3 separate regions of the Mus musculus genome follow, and regions 2 and 3 are each linked to region 1. The links are chromatin contacts, called in public promoter capture Hi-C maps. All regions are on one chromosome and are shown on one strand. The core of a region is the stretch at or near the end of the contact, and the rest is flanking DNA. Distances in the headings are between cores, read along the strand shown. Region 1 holds the start of Dhx34 (DEAH (Asp-Glu-Ala-His) box polypeptide 34). Region 2 holds the start of 9330104G04Rik (RIKEN cDNA 9330104G04 gene). Region 3 holds the start of Ap2s1 (adaptor-related protein complex 2, sigma 1 subunit).

Region 1 (3,269 bases), core at 416-2,915:
AGCAGTATCATCAAATATCAAAAACACTGTCAAAGAGGCCAAACGGCCACTATTACTCAGGTTTAATGCTTTCTCTCCACAAGAAGAGATTCCAACACATGGAAAACAGCAAAGGCACAGAGCATCCAACCAGGGGGGAAAATAACACAAAAGGCCAGGAATTCTCTCTCGATGGCATTAGCAAACCCAACTCAGCCTTCATTCTCTCAAGGGTCATCATGAAAGAGCCCAGAGGTTGGCTTTATGCAGTCACAGGGGTGGGAGGGACTTGGTCCCCTCTTGGGAGTTGTTAGAGCTACCTTTGAGTGTCCAGGGAGGAAGACCTTGTGAGTCCCACAAACATAGCAGACACTGCAGAGTACAACACTTCTGAGTAAAGACTGAAGCTCGGTGATGACAGGACTGAGAGAACTCTATTCTAGAAGGGAATGAGGACCAGGCCTTGGAAAGCTGCTAGAAGATGGAGCCAGTGATCCTCAGAAAAAGACTGGGACAGTAAGGAGGAGAAAGCTCCTTCTAGGCAACAAAAACCCTGACTCACACTAGGCCCAACATCAGCACCCATGGCTGCCAATGGGTCTGTTCCCTCGGGCATTTTACTCCTTCATTTGGTTTGGGGTCTCAGGTAGTTTAGCCTAACCTTGAACTCTCCACACAGATAAGCATGACCTTGAACTCACTCACCATCCAGTCTCCACCACATAAGTGCTGGGACTGCAAGTAAGCACCATTATGTCCAAGTATGGCTTACCGGGCCATCTTCCCAATACCTCTCTTTCTATTTCTCTATTTCTCCCTCTCTCCCCTCTCTCTCCTCTCTCTCTCTCTCTCTCTCCCTCCCTCCCTCTCTTCCTCAGACCTCCATTTGAATTTCTCCACTTTCTCCATCTTGTTTCAACTTTTCCTCAAATTTATTTATTTTTGGAGACAAGAGTCATCCTATGTAGACTGGGTTGGCCTTTAACTCACAATCCTCCTGCTTCAGCCTCCTGTGCTCAGATCCAGCACCTAGCTCCCGGCCCTCTATTTGTTTACAGTTCTCCAGTCAATACTTTTATCTACCAATGGTGCCTTTCTTTACAGCTACCACTCCGGTATTTCTGTGTAGTCTCAATCACATATGTATACATATATGTTCACTTTCTCACAACATTAAGACTATTTCCACTCTATTTTGCTAAGCTAAATAAGCAGTGCGAGGAACGCAAATCTGGGGTGCATTTCTTCCTTTCGCCATTTTTCAGCACGACTCTACTATCACCTCCAACTTTCAAGGTTCTGTTTCAAACTCCATCTTTTCATAACTGTGGGTCTCACCACCATCCAGGCTTTCTTGCCAATCTCTTCCTGGCGCCCTTGTGAGCCTCTCTTGCAGGCACCCCATCACCCTGGTCCCCTTTTCTCTCCCTTTCTCAGAAACTTGTTCCCTCTGTGGTTTCAGTTCCGGGCCTCTTGGTCCTCCAGCTTCTAAGAATCGCGCACCGCCAGAGCTCTCTGGGTCCTGGCACATTCCTTCATTAAAATTGGGGTTCTCTTGACTCCCCTGCTCGCTCGGAACTATAGCCCCACACAAATCCTGCACCAGGGACCAAAGCCACGCAGACACCCCGCACACACGCCCCGCCCCTTACCTCCGAAATAGCACGGACGCCTCAACTTCCGGTCCTAAATGGTCTGCGCCTGCGCACGCTCCCGCCACTCTCCAGACTGCGCATGCGCAGATCGCGAAAGCGCGACCTGGCCTCTCCGTACAATGAAGCCCAATAGGGAGTAGCGGGCGGGCCAATGCCCATCGCACAAAGCGCTCTTGGGCACCTGGCTTCAGGCAGTGTTTTGGGTGATTTGACGCCCTCTAGAGGCCAGAGGAGGGGTTATAGGTAAGTGCCAGTCCCTAGCCGTGTCCTCTCCACAGCCCTGTAAACCCAGAATTACTAGAAAGTCAAAAGTTTCGGGTCCAAAAAACAAAACAACGCACGCCTCTAATCCCAGCACTTGGGAGGCAGAGGCAGGCGGATTTCTGAGTTCGAGGCCAGCCTGGTCTACAGAGTGAGTTCCAGGACAGCCAGAGCTACACAGAGAAACCCTCTCTCAAAAAAACAAACAAACAAACAAACAAAAAGTTTAGGGTCAGCAAGGGAGCTCAAACACTATTAAAACAGTCCCGTGACTGGGCGAACTAGTGCACGCCTTAAATTCCAGCACTTGGGAGGCAAAGGGAGGTGGATCTCGGTAAGTTCAAGGCCAGCCTGGACTACATAGTGAGTTCAGGTCATCCAGGACTACATATCTAGACCATCTCAAAAACCTAATTAAATTAATAAGACAGTCATGTGGTCACTCTATCACTATAACTCACTAATAAATAATCAGATGTAACCCCAGCAGCCTTAAGCCAGGGACCAGCTCTGTGCTGATCAGTCTTGTGTCCCCTTAAAGCCCTCTCTAGAGCCACACATGTTAAATTAATGACTAAATGGGTGAGAAAAGACTCCAGAGAAAACTACACAGTACTCCTCGATGTGCCAATCACTGGGGAACTGAGCCTCAGTTTCCCCATCGATAACCTAAGAAAACTTGTTGCAAAAAAAAAAAAAAGTCGCTGAAAAGCATATATAAAAATATATAGGCCAGGCTGGGTTGTAGCCAGGTTTTGAGTTCTCTGTTTCCTCTTCTGGTTTCTCTGTGCAGCTCACTTTTTCCCCCCATTCAGATATTAGTGCACTGAAGCTGTCATCTCTGACCTTGCTTCTAAAAGCAGCTCCCTCCACAGAGCGGGCATTATTGCTCAATATTTTATTTCTTTGCTTATTCATGTATTTCAGACAAGAACTTTCTCCTTTGCCCAGGCTCCAACTACTCATCCTTCCACCACCGCCTCCTGAGCGCTGGAATGTTCTTCACCCCGTCCTATTTAATCTTACTTTTGTGACTATCTCTGTGTCCTCCAGTAAGATGTGTGCTCCGTAAAAGTGGAGAACTCTTCTGTTTTGTTCACCAAAGTCTCCTCTGTGCAGAGAAAGAACCCCAGACCTTAAGAATGTACCCCTCCCCAGGTAGTACAATACTAAGGGTAAAGAAGACATTTGGGGGCTGGTGAGATGGCTCAGTGGGTAAGAGCACCCGACTGTTCGTCCGAAGGTCAGGAGTTCAAATCCCAGCAACCACATGGTGGCTCACAACCATCCGTAATGAGATCTGATGCCCTCTTCTGGAGTGTCTGAGGACAGCTACAGTGTACTTACATATAATAAACAAACAAACATTTAAAG
Region 2 (3,269 bases), core at 207-2,706, 650 kb after region 1:
TCTGTAGACCAGGCTGGCTTCAAACTCAGAAATCTGCCTACTTCTGCCTCCCAAGTGCTGTGAGAGTAAAGGTGTGCGCCACCACTGCCCAGCAAGACTAAATATTTCAGTGTGTGGTGTATGTGTGCACTCACGCACAGAGTGCAGTTGCCTGAGGAGACCAGAAGAGGACAGTGGATCCTCTGATGCTGGAGTTAAAGAGGACTGTGAGCCTCTTTTTCTCTCTGTGTGCCAGAAACCGAACCCAGGTCTTCTGGAAGAGCAACAGCACTCTTAAATCACGGAGCCATTTCTCCAGTGCTGGGATTACAGATATGACTCACCATGCCCAAGACTCAGTTCTTTATGAGTGGTAGAAGCTGTTACTCCAAAAAAAAAATAATAAAAAATAACAGGGTTATACGTGGTGACCCACTCCTTTAATACGAGCACTGGAGTAGGGGGAGTCAGATACAACCCAGAGGTGGTCTGAAAGTAACAAGCCAGTCTGGTCTACATAGTTACAGTTCAGCCAGGGTTACTTAGTGAAACCCTCAAAAAGCAAAACAAAACATAATTATGCTGTTAAACGTTCAGAATAACTTTTTTTTAGATGTAGATGAAGAGCACAGAGAGACCAAATACGTTTCCTAGTGTTACTCTGCCTTAAAGTGGCATAGACTCACCACATCAAAGTTGGTTATTGCCAGATGATCATAAAACATTATAAAAGACAGTTTCACACTATATTTTTCTTTCAATGACAGGCTGTCATAGTTAGCCCAGATTGGCCTCGAACTCACCGCGATTCTACGGCCCCATCCTCCCTTCCAGATCTGAGCTTTTAAGGAGTCAAAGGTCCGTCTGAGAAATGGGCTATTTCACAAACGTTGCCGACACACCGGGTGTAGTGACACATGCTGGCCGCGTGAGGGGGCGCTAGCCCGGCTTGCCCAGTGAGAAGAGGCAGAATGCAGCCTTCGAAAGCAGGCAGGCTCAGATTTAGAACTTCAGAACGTTGAGAACAGAGCATCTCAGAAGACTGAGAACAAAGCCTCTTAGAACCGTGAACAAAGGCCCCTGCGAGCTCAGACTGGTGGAACTCAGCTCCACCGCACCTGGAAGACAAAAAAGACCTCAGATTCTCTTCTGGTCAAAGCATAGAATATTTCACCCAGGGTCTTGTAATTCCGTAAATGTGCTGTTTTGATGAGACAGAAACTCGCTGTGTAATCCAAACTAGCTTGAAATTCACTATGTAGTTTAGGCTGGCCTTGAACTCTCAATTCTCCTCCTGGTTCAGCCTCCCCTATGATGGAATTACAGAGCCGGTTTGAACAGGTCCTGCTTAAAAGCATAATCAAACCGTAAGATGTTCAATCCGCTTTACTTCTGAGGGTCTGGGAAAGCTGCCTGGAAGAGGAGGCGTGATCCGGATTCAATCATCACTGATGATCCTTCTGCGCAGACTCAGAAGCTGAAAGTTTGGGAGGGGCGGCAAGAGCAGCTGCGGAGCTGTCACGTGGATCCAGTCTCTATTTATAGACCACCCTTCCCTGGACCTGGAGAGCCCAATGGCAGCCAGCGCTCGCCCGCAAGGGGGCGGAACCAGCTCCAGAACCAAGCGACTGGCACCAATGAAATTGGAGCAAGGGCGGGCTTGCTTCATTGTGATTATAAAGAAGGCGTGGCCACAGCCCCAGGATCGCCGCACAAAGGGGCGTGGCGAGTCTGATACCCCCGTAGGTAGTCCTGGGCATGCGTTGTTAAGGAAAAATGGGGCGGGGCGGAGCCCTGCGTCACGGAAGGCAACAACCAATAGTAGGTCGTTGTCGTGCCTTCAGGGGCGTGGTCATGTAGATGAGGCGCGGGTGGGCGGCCCAATGGGCGGGCGCCTATGCAGATGAGACGGTGACAGCCCGGCCAGCGGGCGGGCGGGCTGCTGGGGCGGGGAGGTGGGACCGGCGAGAGGGGCGGCCGTGGGGCCCGGCCGGGCTGGGGCGGGGGGCCGCAGCCATGATCCGGGCCTTCTCGTTCCCGGTGAGCCCGGAGCGGGGTCGGCTGCGGGGATGGTTGGAAGGCAGCCTGGCCGGGCTCTGCGAGTTGCATTGGCTCCGAGAGAGGCAGGAGTACCGCGTGCAGCAGGCGCTGCGGCTGGCCCAGCCCGGGATGGGGGGCGCCGAGGCTGAGGACGAGGAGGACGCCGAGGAGGACGAGGATGCGGCAGCGGCGCGCAGGGCCGCAGCAGCCCTGGAGGAGCAGCTGGTGAGGGGTCGCCTGTCCGTGCGTCCATCCATGCATTCCTCCCTCCCCCATTCGTTCCCCCACCTCCCTGCTCCTGTGTCCGTCTGTCTGTCTTGGTAGTGTATGCTCAGCACACCGGTCCTAGGGTAGGGGAGCAGGCAGGGGGAAAGAGATAAGACTGGAGACCTGGCTTTTCCTACCCCCAAATAGAGCTGATAGGGAGGATGCACGGCCTCCGTTGGACTCAGCATGGACCCTGTTAACCGTCCTGGATGCCTAGTGTGTGTTAAACCAAACATTCGTCTTCTTACAGATTTCCTATTTCATGAGGGTTTGAAAGTCCCCATTTTACAGAGAAAAAAACTGAGGCTTAGAGACAGGAAGAGACTCACCCAAGGTCACACAGCCGGCATTCAAACATAACCTCCCTCTGGGCCCCGCTACCCGGAATCCATCTTCATCTTTCCTTAAGTCTCGGGGTGCTTGGAGATCCCTGGAGGGGGCGGGGTGGGGGAAGGGGAATCTTCAGGCCTCTGGAGAGAGAGACCGGCTGCTGAGAAACCCCCGAACAGTCCCTGAGGACCCCCGGGGGCATTTTGATCAACCCAATGACACTTCTTTCTTCTACTTGGTCCCATGGCTCAGTAACACGGGGAGGCCAGGTGAAGATAGCTAGGGAGTGAGGGGAGAGAGAGTATGATTCGCCGAGGAACTCTAATGATGACTTTCAAATTGAAAAGGCTCCAGCTCTTTCTCCCTCCCTACATCACTCCTTGAGTCTGGAGACCCTTTCCGGTTGTTGCTCCAACCTTTCCATACCCCAGCATCTCTGTTTCATTTCCTTAACACAGTCTCTGTCTCTATGGTCTTCCAAGACCTGTAAAGCTTCCAAAAACAGAGGAGATTAGAAATGGGGTCGTGGTCTGTCTCTAGGCCTCAATGTTTTTCTGCCTAATGTCTGTCTCCATCTCTCTTCCCTTCCCCCAGCCCACTCCCCTGGCCCATCCCATCCCGGTACCTAAGCCTCTATGTGTGTACATGTGTGT
Region 3 (3,269 bases), core at 472-2,971, 520 kb after region 1:
GGTCATCGTCAGGCTTGGCAGCAGTTGTCTTTATCCACTGACCTATTTGCCTCGTTCAGGTTTTAGAATTTTGAGACAAAGTCTGACTCTGTAGTCGAGGCTAGCCAGAGAGTCCCTATATAGTACAGGATAGCCTTAATCCATACCAGTACACTTCCATGGATTTACAGACACTGTGTCTAGCCCAATTCCTATCTTTATTTTATTTTATGTACATATGTAGTTATATTTATGAGAAAACCTACATCCCTAAGCTCAACTAAATAGAGCACTGCGTAAGCATAGAAAGGCAGTTAGTTACATTTTTAGGTCCACAGCGTAATGACTTGTTTAACACTATTTCTGCTGGGCATCAGTGGTGCATACCTTAAGTCCAGGTAAGCAGATCTCTGAGTTCAAGTCCAGCCTGGTTTACAGAGTGAGTTCCAAGACAGCCAGGACTACATAAGAAACCATGTCTCAAAAGTAAAATAAAATAAAATAACCTACTTTTCCTAAGACTGGTGTGGTGGCATATGCCTATACTGTAGCCCCTTTGGTGGCAGAAGCTGCAGGATCAGGACTCCAACTGATCCTCCCCTACAAGGCTAGTCCTAGGCCAGTCCGGGATACATAAAACCCTGAGCTTAGGGGCTGGTGAGATGGCTCAGCGGTTAAGAGCACCAACTGCTCTTCCAAAGGTCCTGAGTTCAAATCCCAGCAACCACATGGTGACTCACAACCATTGGTAACGAAATCTGATGCTCTCTTCTGGAGTATCTGAGTACAGCTACAGTGTACTTACATATAATAAATATTTTTTTAAAACCCGAGTTTAAAGGAAAAAAAAAATCACTGGAGGGAAGAGTGAAACATGCCTTCTGAACGTGACAGAGATGATGCCAAACCTTACAGCAGCTGGGAGTTACTGCTCAAGGCCTGTAGGAGACCAGGCCCATCAGCATTTCACCACAGGTGGGCACGGATTGAGATGCTGGAGAGAAGACTCAGTGTTTAAGAGCTTTTGCTACTCTAGCAGATTCGGCTCCCAAACTCCAGTTCCTAGGTTCTTATGCTGTCTTCCACCTCTGTGGACACTGCAGGCATACTATAGACTTACCTACATGCAGGTGAGAACTCAAATACATAAAATAAGCAAAAAATTAAAAACCAGTCGCCGAGGGTGCGAGGGTCATATTCCCAGTAGTGTATTCTGTTAAAAGATGCCCATGCCCAAGTAAGTAACGCTCACATCCGCAACCCCAGATCAATGCCGTGGGTCACACGCTCCGCAAGAAAAACATACATGAAAAAAGGAACACTTTGGGGAAGAAAGGGTTTTGGTGGAGGAGAAAGAAGTAAGCTAATAATAATGGGGAAATATTATCAAAGCACATTATATGTTATAATTTAAAGCAAAGTTGAAAAGAAAAAACTACTATTCCCAGCATGTCCTTGCTGGTAGCTTTGGGATCGAGGAGCACTAGAACCACATTTCCCGAAATGCAACGCTCACTCAGTCTACTTTTAACCTATGGAAATTGTCCTTATTCAGAGTCCTTCATCCACAATGCATTTGGTACTCGCATTTGGCGACTAGGTCTCTTGATAGGAAAAAGGGCAGTCGCAGAGCATGCTGGGAAGGCGTTAGACCGGGGCCACCCTTGCCAACGCGTGCGTTTAAACTACAACTCCCAGAGGGCCGTGCCCGAGAAGGAAGGCGGGTTCTCCTGCCGGAAGTCAGTTCTAGCCCTGGGCCCCACAACTGCAAGCAGAGCCGGAGCCGCCCTGTTACAGCGGGACCCGGGCCTCTGGGGTCCAGACAGGGGTCGCCATGGTAACGGGGGGAGCGTCGTACCGGGGACAGGCAGAGGGGGGTGGTTCACGTACGGTCCCCGGGGTTTCGGTTTGGAGGTGACAAGCTTCCTCCTGCTGCGGATGATCCGGGCCGGGCGCGGGTTCTCGGGATTGGGGTCAGGAATGGGGATCAGGGGCTGGATGCTGCGCTGCGGGGTGTGCTTGTGGTTCCAAGCAAAGGATTTGGAGGGGAAGGAGTGTCCAGGGGAGGGACTGCCTTGGTGGGAGACATTTGGGGGTGATTTTGAAACCACAGAGGCGGGAGAAGATATTGGAGATGAGGAAGGGATGATGGAAAAGAACCAGAGACTCTACAGACAGGGTAGAGAGGGTTCCTTATGAGAAGGAAGGAGCTGGTTTTAAGGAGAGCTAGTGTTGGGGCAAATTGGATATGGCCAGGGTAGATGCTCTCCAGGGGAAGAAGAGGACCCTGGAGGCCGGAAGTTAGCCCCTGTAGGATTAGAGTTAGGCTGCTGCAAGAGGAGAGAGGGCTGTAGCAGTAGAAAGTGGATTCTAGAAGAAAATGGGGAGCAACTGAACAGAATGTTCCACAGAGGAGAGGTCCGGGGTGCAGAGTAGACTTGGAGGCGTCACATTTGAGGAGGGGGAGCTTTGGGAGAAGGGCTGAGCACTGGATTTAGGGGAACCTCCACCTCCAAGACGGGCCTTTTGGAACTAAGAGTTCTTTGGATAGGGACTTGGAGAAGAAGACTTGGGAGGGGGATGTCAGAACAGGAGGTGAGTAGAGGTCTTGGAGGTTCGATGCGACCTTTGTAAAAAGGGAGGCCAGCCTTGGACAGGGAGAAGGGGTGCTTGTAATGAAGGACAGGTGAAGCTTCCCGGAGTCGGGGCCAAAGGTGCTGGGGTCAGGGGGATGGAGGTTACAACGAACAATGTGGGGAGGTGGTCGGGAGGCTCCCTGAGGGTACAGCAGAGGGATGGATGTAGGGACTAGGGGCTGCTCAGATGTGTTCCCAGGAGTGAAACGATTCTCATTGAGGGAAACAGAAAGAAGTATTGGTTGAAGTGGGGTAGGACACAGAGGGCTTAACTCAGCCTTGCTTCCAGCTGTTCTTCCCTTCTGCTCCTGTGCCCACCCCCTTCCCTTCCTGGGTTTCCCTGGCTCAGCAGAAGTAGTTCTTGGAAGGGGCATGTAACATCCTGTTTGTGGTTTTCTGCTTAGGTTGAATAAGGCAGATAGGTTGAGGGAAGAATGAGGCTCGGGAAAGACCATGGAAGCCAGTAAAGAATCCAGGGCTCAGGGTAAAGACTTGGAGGAACTAGCTCTGCTTTCTGGTTGTGATAACTATGGGTCTTAGCTTTGTCATCTGTAAAATGGGCAAGAGCATATATGACTGGACAGACAGGGCTTCAAACTAGGCTTCCCAGCAGGGAACCCTTGAGCCCTGATTTTCCCCTTTCCGTTTCCCCCC

Evidence for each region. Promoter capture Hi-C pulls out the DNA fragments that hold promoters and counts their contacts.
Region 2: a contact with region 1 is called in a promoter capture Hi-C map of second pharyngeal arch cranial neural crest. The contact joins the promoter of 9330104G04Rik here to the promoter of Dhx34 in region 1. A contact is called at or near these places in 2 of 39 promoter capture datasets (cranial neural crest and second pharyngeal arch cranial neural crest).
Region 3: a contact with region 1 is called in a promoter capture Hi-C map of liver, with 4 times the contacts expected there. The contact joins the promoter of Ap2s1 here to the promoter of Dhx34 in region 1. A contact is called at or near these places in 2 of 39 promoter capture datasets (liver and maxillary cranial neural crest) and 1 of 484 Hi-C or Micro-C datasets (B cells).

The regions. Positions count from the first base shown.
Region 1 is chr7:16,220,367-16,223,635 of GRCm38.p6, forward strand. It overlaps Dhx34 (DEAH (Asp-Glu-Ala-His) box polypeptide 34), which reads right to left and starts at 1,666. Exons shown (of 17, transcript NM_027883.3): 1 at 1,632-1,666.
Region 2 is chr7:16,873,430-16,876,698 of GRCm38.p6, forward strand. It overlaps 9330104G04Rik (RIKEN cDNA 9330104G04 gene), which reads right to left and starts at 1,457. Exons shown (of 2, transcript NR_152128.1): 1 at 783-1,457. It overlaps Dact3 (dishevelled-binding antagonist of beta-catenin 3), which reads left to right and starts at 1,888. Exons shown (of 4, transcript NM_001081655.1): 1 at 1,888-2,244. The coding sequence starts at 1,996.
Region 3 is chr7:16,736,723-16,739,991 of GRCm38.p6, forward strand. Ap2s1 (adaptor-related protein complex 2, sigma 1 subunit) reads left to right here and starts at 1,722. Exons shown (of 5, transcript NM_198613.2): 1 at 1,722-1,816. The coding sequence starts at 1,814.